Linked DNA regions of Sus scrofa: all the other regions are linked to region 3. The links are chromatin contacts, called in public HiChIP or PLAC-seq maps. All regions are on one chromosome and are shown on one strand. The core of a region is the stretch at or near the end of the contact, and the rest is flanking DNA. Distances in the headings are between cores, read along the strand shown. Region 1 overlaps PRR5L (proline-rich protein 5-like). Region 2 overlaps PRR5L (proline-rich protein 5-like). Region 3 overlaps PRR5L (proline-rich protein 5-like).

The links. HiChIP or PLAC-seq counts read pairs in DNA pulled down with a chosen protein or histone mark.
Region 1: an H3K27ac HiChIP or PLAC-seq map of alveolar macrophages shows a contact between it and region 3. The contact joins two enhancer-like sites. A contact is called at or near these places in 2 of 47 Hi-C or Micro-C datasets (blood and liver) and 1 of 2 datasets of contacts at active chromatin or transcription factors (alveolar macrophages).
Region 2: an H3K27ac HiChIP or PLAC-seq map of alveolar macrophages shows a contact between it and region 3. The contact joins two enhancer-like sites. A contact is called at or near these places in 2 of 47 Hi-C or Micro-C datasets (blood and liver) and 1 of 2 datasets of contacts at active chromatin or transcription factors (alveolar macrophages).

The regions. Positions count from the first base shown.
Region 1 is chr2:24,675,022-24,677,721 of Sscrofa11.1, forward strand. All of the region lies in intron 6 of PRR5L (proline-rich protein 5-like), which reads right to left. Among named protein-coding and RNA genes, the nearest start is that of TRAF6, 68 kb to the left of the region's middle. Within about 2 kb of position 1,415, at least 3 of the 83 cell types and tissues checked have an H3K27ac peak or open chromatin away from gene starts, as enhancers often do. A contact at or near this core is called in alveolar macrophages, where this site is marked.
Region 2 is chr2:24,656,910-24,659,609 of Sscrofa11.1, forward strand. All of the region lies in intron 10 of PRR5L (proline-rich protein 5-like), which reads right to left. Among named protein-coding and RNA genes, the nearest start is that of TRAF6, 50 kb to the left of the region's middle. Within about 2 kb of position 1,417, at least 11 of the 83 cell types and tissues checked have an H3K27ac peak or open chromatin away from gene starts, as enhancers often do. A contact at or near this core is called in alveolar macrophages, where this site is marked.
Region 3 is chr2:24,762,465-24,765,164 of Sscrofa11.1, forward strand. The region is part of intron 2 of PRR5L (proline-rich protein 5-like); the gene reads right to left. The region is part of intron 3 of LOC106507997 (a long non-coding RNA gene); the gene reads left to right. Among named protein-coding and RNA genes, the nearest start is that of PRR5L, 49 kb to the right of the region's middle. Within about 2 kb of position 1,412, at least 18 of the 83 cell types and tissues checked have an H3K27ac peak or open chromatin away from gene starts, as enhancers often do. A contact at or near this core is called in alveolar macrophages, where this site is marked.

The DNA.
Region 1 (2,700 bases), core at 165-2,664, 87 kb before region 3:
ACATGCTAGTTCCTTGCCTAGACCATTCTTCCCTCCTCTCTTTGCCCGACCTATAGTGTTTATCTTTAGAGCTTCATTCAACTCCAGCATCACTTCCCAGGAAGGTGTCCCGCATTGGTTAAATCCCCCTGCTAGGTTGTATTCTCAGTACTTGTCCTCGTTGCAGTTTTATACTTGATAGTGATTTGATAATATCTGGTTATTAATATTATAACCTGGTAATATCCACTACCAGGTTGTGAACACCAGGAGGGCCAGCCATCCTATGAAGTCTTTGCTCACCACTGTGTCCCTGGCCTCCAACAAAGTGCCTGGTAAATAGTAGACAATCGAGAAGGGTTTGAATGAATTAATCAATCACCATTCTCCTGCCAAATGTAGGCTTTGCTAGTTCCCTGCAGGGAGGAGTTGGCAAGTTCAAAGGACCATCTGAAACGTGAGGTCATCCTGGTACCTAAAAGCAAGATGAACCCCAACATCTGGATAGTACATCTCAAAGGAGAAAAGGCTATCCCAGCTCCTTTACTGACGGCCCTTGTCCTAAGCCTTGCATGACAAGGTCAGCGCTGGTGCTGCTGACTCCCCCTCCCACCAAGATGGAACATGCCCCAGCACATGAGTTAGGCCTTCGACCCAGGAGCAGGAAGGCGCCTCTCCTGGGAACCTGGATCTAATTGCTGGCTGCAGACTTCAGAGAGCAATGGAGCTTTTGGAACGTGTTCAGAGAACATCAGAGAGACAGAGGCTAACAAAACAGCATAGCCCCAGGATGAAAGAGTTAAAGGGAGGATGTGACTCCGCCTCCAGGAATAGCCCACAAGTCGAGGACTAACTCTCTGAAAAGACGAAAGGGAATTGGATAGAAGGTTCTAGATGACTGTCCTATAAAAACTGTCCTCTAATTGCCACAGAGGTTTCCATCACCAGAGATACACAGAGTAGGTACAAGAAACTTCTTTAGAGCCGAGGTCGCTAAGCTCTAGAAAAGATTCACACTCAAAGGCATATTCCGTTCCCACAGGATTGCTCCATGGCCAGGAGCTGCCTCTGCCCTCTCTGCAGCCAGAGCACAGGGTGGACGCATACAAGCAACGAGGCCAATAAAGTAAAGTTTGTTCAGTGATAGGATAGATCCTATCTGTCGTTTCCAAACTCTCCCTTATTGCAAGAAAATCCCTTTATCTAAACAAGATCTTTCTTGGAGTTTGTAACATATAAAATGAATCATATCTTCTGGCTGAAGATATGAAAAACCCTTACAAGGTCCTCACTGTCCCCTCGCTGTGCGAAAGGACCCTGACCCCCCAGACCCCAGGACAAGAAGGGATCCTGGCCTGCCACTCTCTAGTCATGCTTTGGGGCAGAAACAGGATCTTGGATGCCCTGGGTTTACCCCCTTAGCTCCGTGCCTGAGGTTTCACTCTCAACACAGCTGGGCTGCATGTCACTTGGGCAGGGGAAATTCCCTTTTAAGGGCGCTTGAAGCTCTGGTTTTGCTCAGTATCTTTTTTTTTTTTTTTTTTTTTTTTTGCTTTTTAGGGCCGTACCATGGCACATGGAACTTCCCAGGCTGGTGGTTGAGTCAGAGCTACAGCTGTGGGCCTACACCACAGCCACAGCAACTCGAGATCTGAGCCACATCTACAACCTACACCACAGCGCACGTCAAGGCCGGATCCTTAACCCACTGAGCAGGGCCAGGGATCAAACCTGCATCCTCATGGATACTAGTCGGGTTTGTTAACCACTGATCTAGAGGAACTCTGCTCGGGATCTTTCATAACACTGGTTTCCCACCTTTCCAGGAGTATGGGATACACTAGGAAATAATGTGGCTGGAGAGCAGGCAGCCACCTTCCACACTTGTGTATTAGCCTCACTGCAAAATGCAAGAGGGGGAGTTCCCACTGTGGCTCAACGGGATTGATGGTGTCTCTGCAACACCAGAACACAGGTTTAATCCCCAGCCCTGGCACAGTGGGTTAAAAGATCTAGCCAAAAAAGAAAAAAAAAAAAACATGCAAAAGGGCCATGAAGCTCTTGTCAAAGCCAGTCGCTCAAAAATAAGGCCTTGGGTGGGTATGTGTTTCTAAGGTTGAAAAGGTTTCAACACAGCTGCATTTGCGAGAAAGCTAAAGGTTCAGTCAATTTTGGAACAGACAGAGGTTAATTTCGAACCTCTTTTCTTCCAAAGGTTTGGTGACGCTCATTGTGTGTCAGGCACAGGGACCTGCCAGGGTCAGCCTCTCCTTTTCCTTCCTACTTTCTCTCTCTAGGAGACACGTTACTGGACACAGGTGTCCTTCCCAGGGAAGGGGAAGGAAAAAAAAAGATGACCTACTGCCTGATAAGTCTGAATCTGGAAGGAAACTTGACCTACAGATAGCGGACTCTAGGCTGGAGTAGGAAAAGAAAAAAAAGGAGGGAACCAGTGTGCATGCCTACTGTGTGCCAGGAATGGAGCTACACTGGCTATGTTCCTTACACCCCCTACAATCCCTAGCTCCATCTTATCATTTTAAAAATGATTTTAAAAGCAAAGCTCAAAGAAATGAGCAACTTGCCAAAAGTCACCCAAGAAGCAGGCGGCAAGCTGTGATCTGGATTTAGGTGATGGAGCTGAGCGTAGCCACTGGTGGCATTGTGGGGTTGGCTGACTCTGGCCTTTTGTCACATCTCCCACCTCCATTCAGCGCCTTT
Region 2 (2,700 bases), core at 167-2,666, 110 kb before region 3:
TGTCCCTCTTTCAGCAGGGGATGCTGTGGGGAGAAGTGGAGAAGGGCCTGACCACGTCGGTGCTCCCTCCACCCCTGACAGGATCATGGGGGAGGCTACTTTCTAAGGGAGAGCAGACAGCCCTCGCTGGTCACGGGCTGGCCTTGGGGACAGCCTGTGCTGCTCTAGTTGACTGTCAGCTCTTCCCATGGGTCTGGAGGCCCTGATACATGCTCTTGCCACTCCAGAGCACAAGCTCCTAGATGGGCATCACAGTGAGATGCACATCAATCTGTAGAACTCCCAGCAGTTCCCGTCACGGGTCCTCTTGTATGTCCATGTGAGTATATGTGCATATGTGTCTGTCTGTATCCACACACACACACATATATACAGTGACAACAGATGAATTCCTAATCCTTAGGATTAAGTCACCAAGACTACTGGCTGAAGCCCTCGGGGAGCTATTTGGTAGTAACAGCAATTATTTCTCAAAACCAAATAATAGGGGCTCCCACTGTGGCACAGTGGGATCGGCAGTGTCTTGGGAGCACTAGGACGTGAGTTCAATTCCTGGCCTGGCACAGTGGGTTAAGGACCCAGCGTTGCTGCAGCTGTGGCTTAGTTCAAGGCTGTGGCTCAGATCTGACCCCTGGCCTGGGAACTCCATATGCCTTGGGGCGAACCCCCCCCCAGCCAAAAAAAAAAAAAAAAACCCATAAATAATATTACATTGAATTTAGAGCTTACTGAGTGTGTTCCCATCTGCTGTCTCACTGTTGAGTCTTATTCTCCCTCTGAAACACTAGCACATTGTCATCCCCATTGTTCAGATGAGGAGGACTGAGGCCCAGTGCAATTCTCTTAGGCTCTGGATGGCAGTGCTCAGATATTCTTCACTACATGGTATTACAGCTCAGGGCTCTGCTACTGCCCTTGGAGACCTGCCCCTTAAGATGGCCACTTTCTGAACTCAGGTTACAGCAAACACTGCCTCCAGCAGGCGCCAGACAAGAGGCTGGGTCATTGGCCCCTCTCTTTGGGGAGAATTAATAGGAGACAAAACGCCAAACCACCAGGAGGGAAAAATCTATGCCAGGAGCTGGCAGAGGTCCTCTCTGAAGCATGGGTGCTTGTACACTCTAAGCCACACATCTCTCTAATGTTCCCATACCTTTATAATAACTATGTATTACTTTTATGATCACAAAAATCCATAACTATAAAATGAAAGCACTAGAAGAGTTCAAAGAAGCAGGGACCCCATTAAAGAGCCATCCTTAAAAAAATGCCCTTGAAAACAATTCATTTCTCTCCCGCCGCTATTCCAAGCAAGCGCTCTAGGTTGATGGTTGCAAAACTCACACTGTGGCCGGAACCTCACAGCCAGCCTGGCAGGAGACTGGGCTGGACTGCTGGGTGAGCATTTAGTATGTGCCAATCCAGGAAGAGAAAAGAGAACAAAGGTTGGGCCCATGATGTGGGATGAGGTGAGGGCCTGGGAGACAGATGTGCAGGCTGGACACACACAGCATCTCTGGAGGAAAGAATTCATTGATGATTTCCATAGGCCCCAACCCGGTAGAATAAGCTAGCAAGGTGTCTCACATGGGTGCCTGGATGTCATTCATCTCTCCCACACTGTTAGTCCAGCAGCCCCAAGTCCCTGGAGGGTTCAATAGGCAGCCAACTGACAAGAGAAGCCACTTGGGTGGTTGCCCAGAGTGAGCATGGCCAGCCTGGAGGAGGCGGTCCCCGTGACACCTGCCCCCTCGTTAAACAAACACATCTTGAGCTTTGTGCAAAATGCTGTGCTTCATTGCTGCTGAGAGCGAGAGAAATGTCAGTCTGATGTGGGGCCTGCCTGGAGCAGGGCATGAGTGTATATTGCGGGAGGGTGTAGGGTCTTCAGAACAATCAATATCTGAGCATCCATGTACCATATCACAGTGGGAGACGCTTCACTGACATGGTCTCTGACCATTCTGCAGAAAAGGAACCTGAGGTTGAGATGCTAAATCATGTCACATTCATGGTTAGTGAGGAAACCAGGATTAAGCCCAGGGCTGACAGCACCGCCCCTGCTCCTGACCTCTGGACCACCTGCACACAGATCCGTGTTAAAACAAGGTCAATGCAACAATGTCAGGGCAGGACTACAGCCAAGAACACTATGGAGATTCAGAGGAGGAGTCCTGAAGAGGGGTTGTACCAGGTGGGCCCTTTCCTTTGAGAGGGACTGAAAAACTGCACCCCACTGACTCCATCCGTGCCCTCCCTGGGATGAGAGGTCTAGGCCACTCCTGGGGTACAGGGGAGTCACATGCAGCGAGCTCACAGTCTAGGGTGGGGGGAGACTGACAAATAATTGTGCCATGACCACACAGCATGGCAAGGGCCAGGGTGTGGTCTGGGGTCCAGAGAAGGGAAGGGGAGGCACACAAAGACCCTCCTGTGAGTGATTCCACAGGCTCCAGGCCTTCCTAGCTGGGCCATTCACACAGCAGGTGGCAGCTCTGCCTGGGCCCTCCACGGGACAGGGCAACTTCCTCCTCTGTGTTCAGCCCTCTGTGGCTCAGAGATGTTAAGTAACTTACTCCAGGGCACACAGCAGAAGCCCAGCCCCTGGGGCTCCCACAGCCCCGCTCCTTCTGTGGCAGGCCCCACCTCTCTCCTTAGGGCTATTCTCTGACCCAGACTGAGCGGCCTCCAGCTCTCCCT
Region 3 (2,700 bases), core at 162-2,661:
AAAAAAAAAAAATAAAAAAAAGTTAAAAAAAAAAAAAAAAGAATTGAACTTATAGGACACCCAGGTGGTGTCTACAGAGGACAGGAGAATTGGTCCTAGAATTGGTTGGTGTGGAAAACTGGGGCGCAAAAGTGGAAGCTGAGTAAAAACCGATCATAACAGTTGTACTATTGAGGGTCCCTCAGACTATTCACAGGTTTCTGCAGCTATAGGCTGTAATAAATGTCTATTTTATAATTTTTGTTTGTTTGTTTTCTGCAGCATATGGAAGTTCCCAGGCTAGGGGTTGAATCGGAGCTGCAGCTGTTGGTCTACACCACAGCCATAGCAACACCAGGTCAGAGTCTCCTCTGTGACTTGTGGCAACACTGGATACTTAACCCACTGAGTGAGGCCAGGGATCGAACCCACATCCTCATGGATACTAGTGAAATTCTTACCCTGCTGAGCCACAACGGGAACTCCTATAAATGCCTATTTTAAAAATCCTCCAGCAGAAATGGGATATAATGAAGAGATCCACAGAGCTCAAACATGAAGCTCCCACGGTGCCAATAAGCCTCTTCAAGCAGCAGCTGTAGTCAGCTCTGGGCGTTGCCAGGCTCCCGTGGGAGGAATGAAACTTTTAGAAAAGAGGTATGTCTCCAAGTGGAGGTTTTGTCCCGATAGACTCAGCTGGACGCCCCCCAGCTTTCTGCTGTTCCAAAGAGCTTTTTCCCTGAGCATTTGGTCTCAGCCACCTGAGCCCCCCATGACCCCTGCTAAGCCCACCATCACCCAGGAGTTAGGTTGGGGCCCCCACCACTCCATCTAGGCAGAGTTTTCTGCCACTTGTAGGGCAAGAGGTGCCCCTGAAACAAGACAGAAGGAGTTCAGTTCAGGGAAGAGAGTGCCACATCTGGAGGTGGAGGGAAGGTACACGGATTACTTATTTGTTTGTTTTATCTTTTTAGGGCCATACTCACGGCATATGGAAGTTCTCAGGCAAGGGGTCAAATTGGAGCTACAGCTGCAGGCCTACACCACAGCCACAGCAATGCGGGATCTGAGCCACGTCTGCCTGTGGCAACGCTGGATCCTTAACCCACTGAGCGAGGCCAGGGATCAAACCCACATCCTCATGGATACTAGTCAGGTTCTTAAGCCACTGAGCCACAACAGTTACTCCCCAGATTACTTGCTTCTAATCTTTCTGGGGTCATAGGCTCCTGAAAGCTATAGATCTCTCCCAACACACCACCCCGTCCCTGGATAAAACATGTCTATTTTTCTATAGGAGTTCTGTACAAATTCAGGGTCTATGCAGACTCTCTGGAGGTTCGATCCACGGCACAGGTCAGCCCACCGGGCTCCAGGTACACTGCAAGCACATTCCTTCCTGAGGCTTACCAGCCCGTCATCAGTCTGACACAGCATAGTTCTCTGTGATTCATTAATGCCTCCCTTCCTCACATCGCTGACCTTGTGCCTGCGCTTCCAAAGGTCTTCCTCAGGCTGGCTGTCATGTGCCTCCTTCTTCCTCCCGCCATCCTGTTTGGGAAGATAAACCCCCTCACCAGCTCTCAGACCCCTCTTGCCAGGCACAGAAGGCCATCATCAATCCTGCTAACCAAGGCCATTCTTCCTGCTGTTGCCATTACCCTGACCTGCTTGCTAGCCTCGGGTGTAAACCCACACTGGAAAGAAAGACTCTTTTCTCTCTAGCCTTTTGCCATCTGGATCAGTCTTCCGGAACATTCCTAAAAGCTGTAAATCTTTCAAGTAAACTAGATTTTCCTTTCTGGCCCCTGCCTGTAAATGTGATGACTTTGTTGTTGCTAACTTTTTACAAAGCAGGTTTGGCCAAAAAAAAAAAAAAGAAGAAAAAGAAAAAAGCAAGCTACAAAAATGTCAGATTCAATGGCCAAGGAGGATCTCTGTTGGCATTTGTTTGTGCTGCCCCCTCCTGGTGAGAAAAGCACTGAATAACCCTGACTGCTAGTCAGTCCTTTCTTAGTCAAAATCTTCCCTGTTTAATTTATCTTGATGTTAATCAGAGTCTTAGAAAGTCCTGCCGGTCTTTGTTGTTTATAAAAGCAGAGGACACTGTGGTCCATTTTAATGCCTCATAATGTCTATGAAATGTTCTTGCCCTCTGATCTAGAAATTTCCTTTCCAGGAATCTGCCCTGAAGAAGTAAGGAGAAATATAAATAAGAGATTACCTTCAGAGATGGCCGTCTTGACATTGACGGTAGTAAAATATAGATGGAGGTTAAATGTCCAACAACAGGTGAGATGACAGACATAGGGCGGAATGTCATGTTCACCTGAAAATGATGTTAGTCGAGATTTTTTAATGATATGAAGAAATATTTATATGTTACATAAAACAAGACACAAAACTATAAGCACTATACAGTCTCAACTAAATATGCATAAACATAAATTTGGAAGTAATACATCAAAGCTTGATCTGGTTTTCTCGGAGGAGTGGAATTAGGCTATTTTATACTTTGGTATGTTTTCCAGGTTTCCTGTGAGAATGTGATATTTGTAAAATCAGGAGAAAAATCGTAAAACTTATTTCTGGATGGTGGAAAGAGCATGGGCTCTAGAATCAAGTGACCCAGATTTATATCCTGACTCTGTATCCTTGGTGGAGTGACTCAATCTCTCCAGACCTGTTTCCTCAGCAGTAGGTGGAGGTAATAACAGTGCC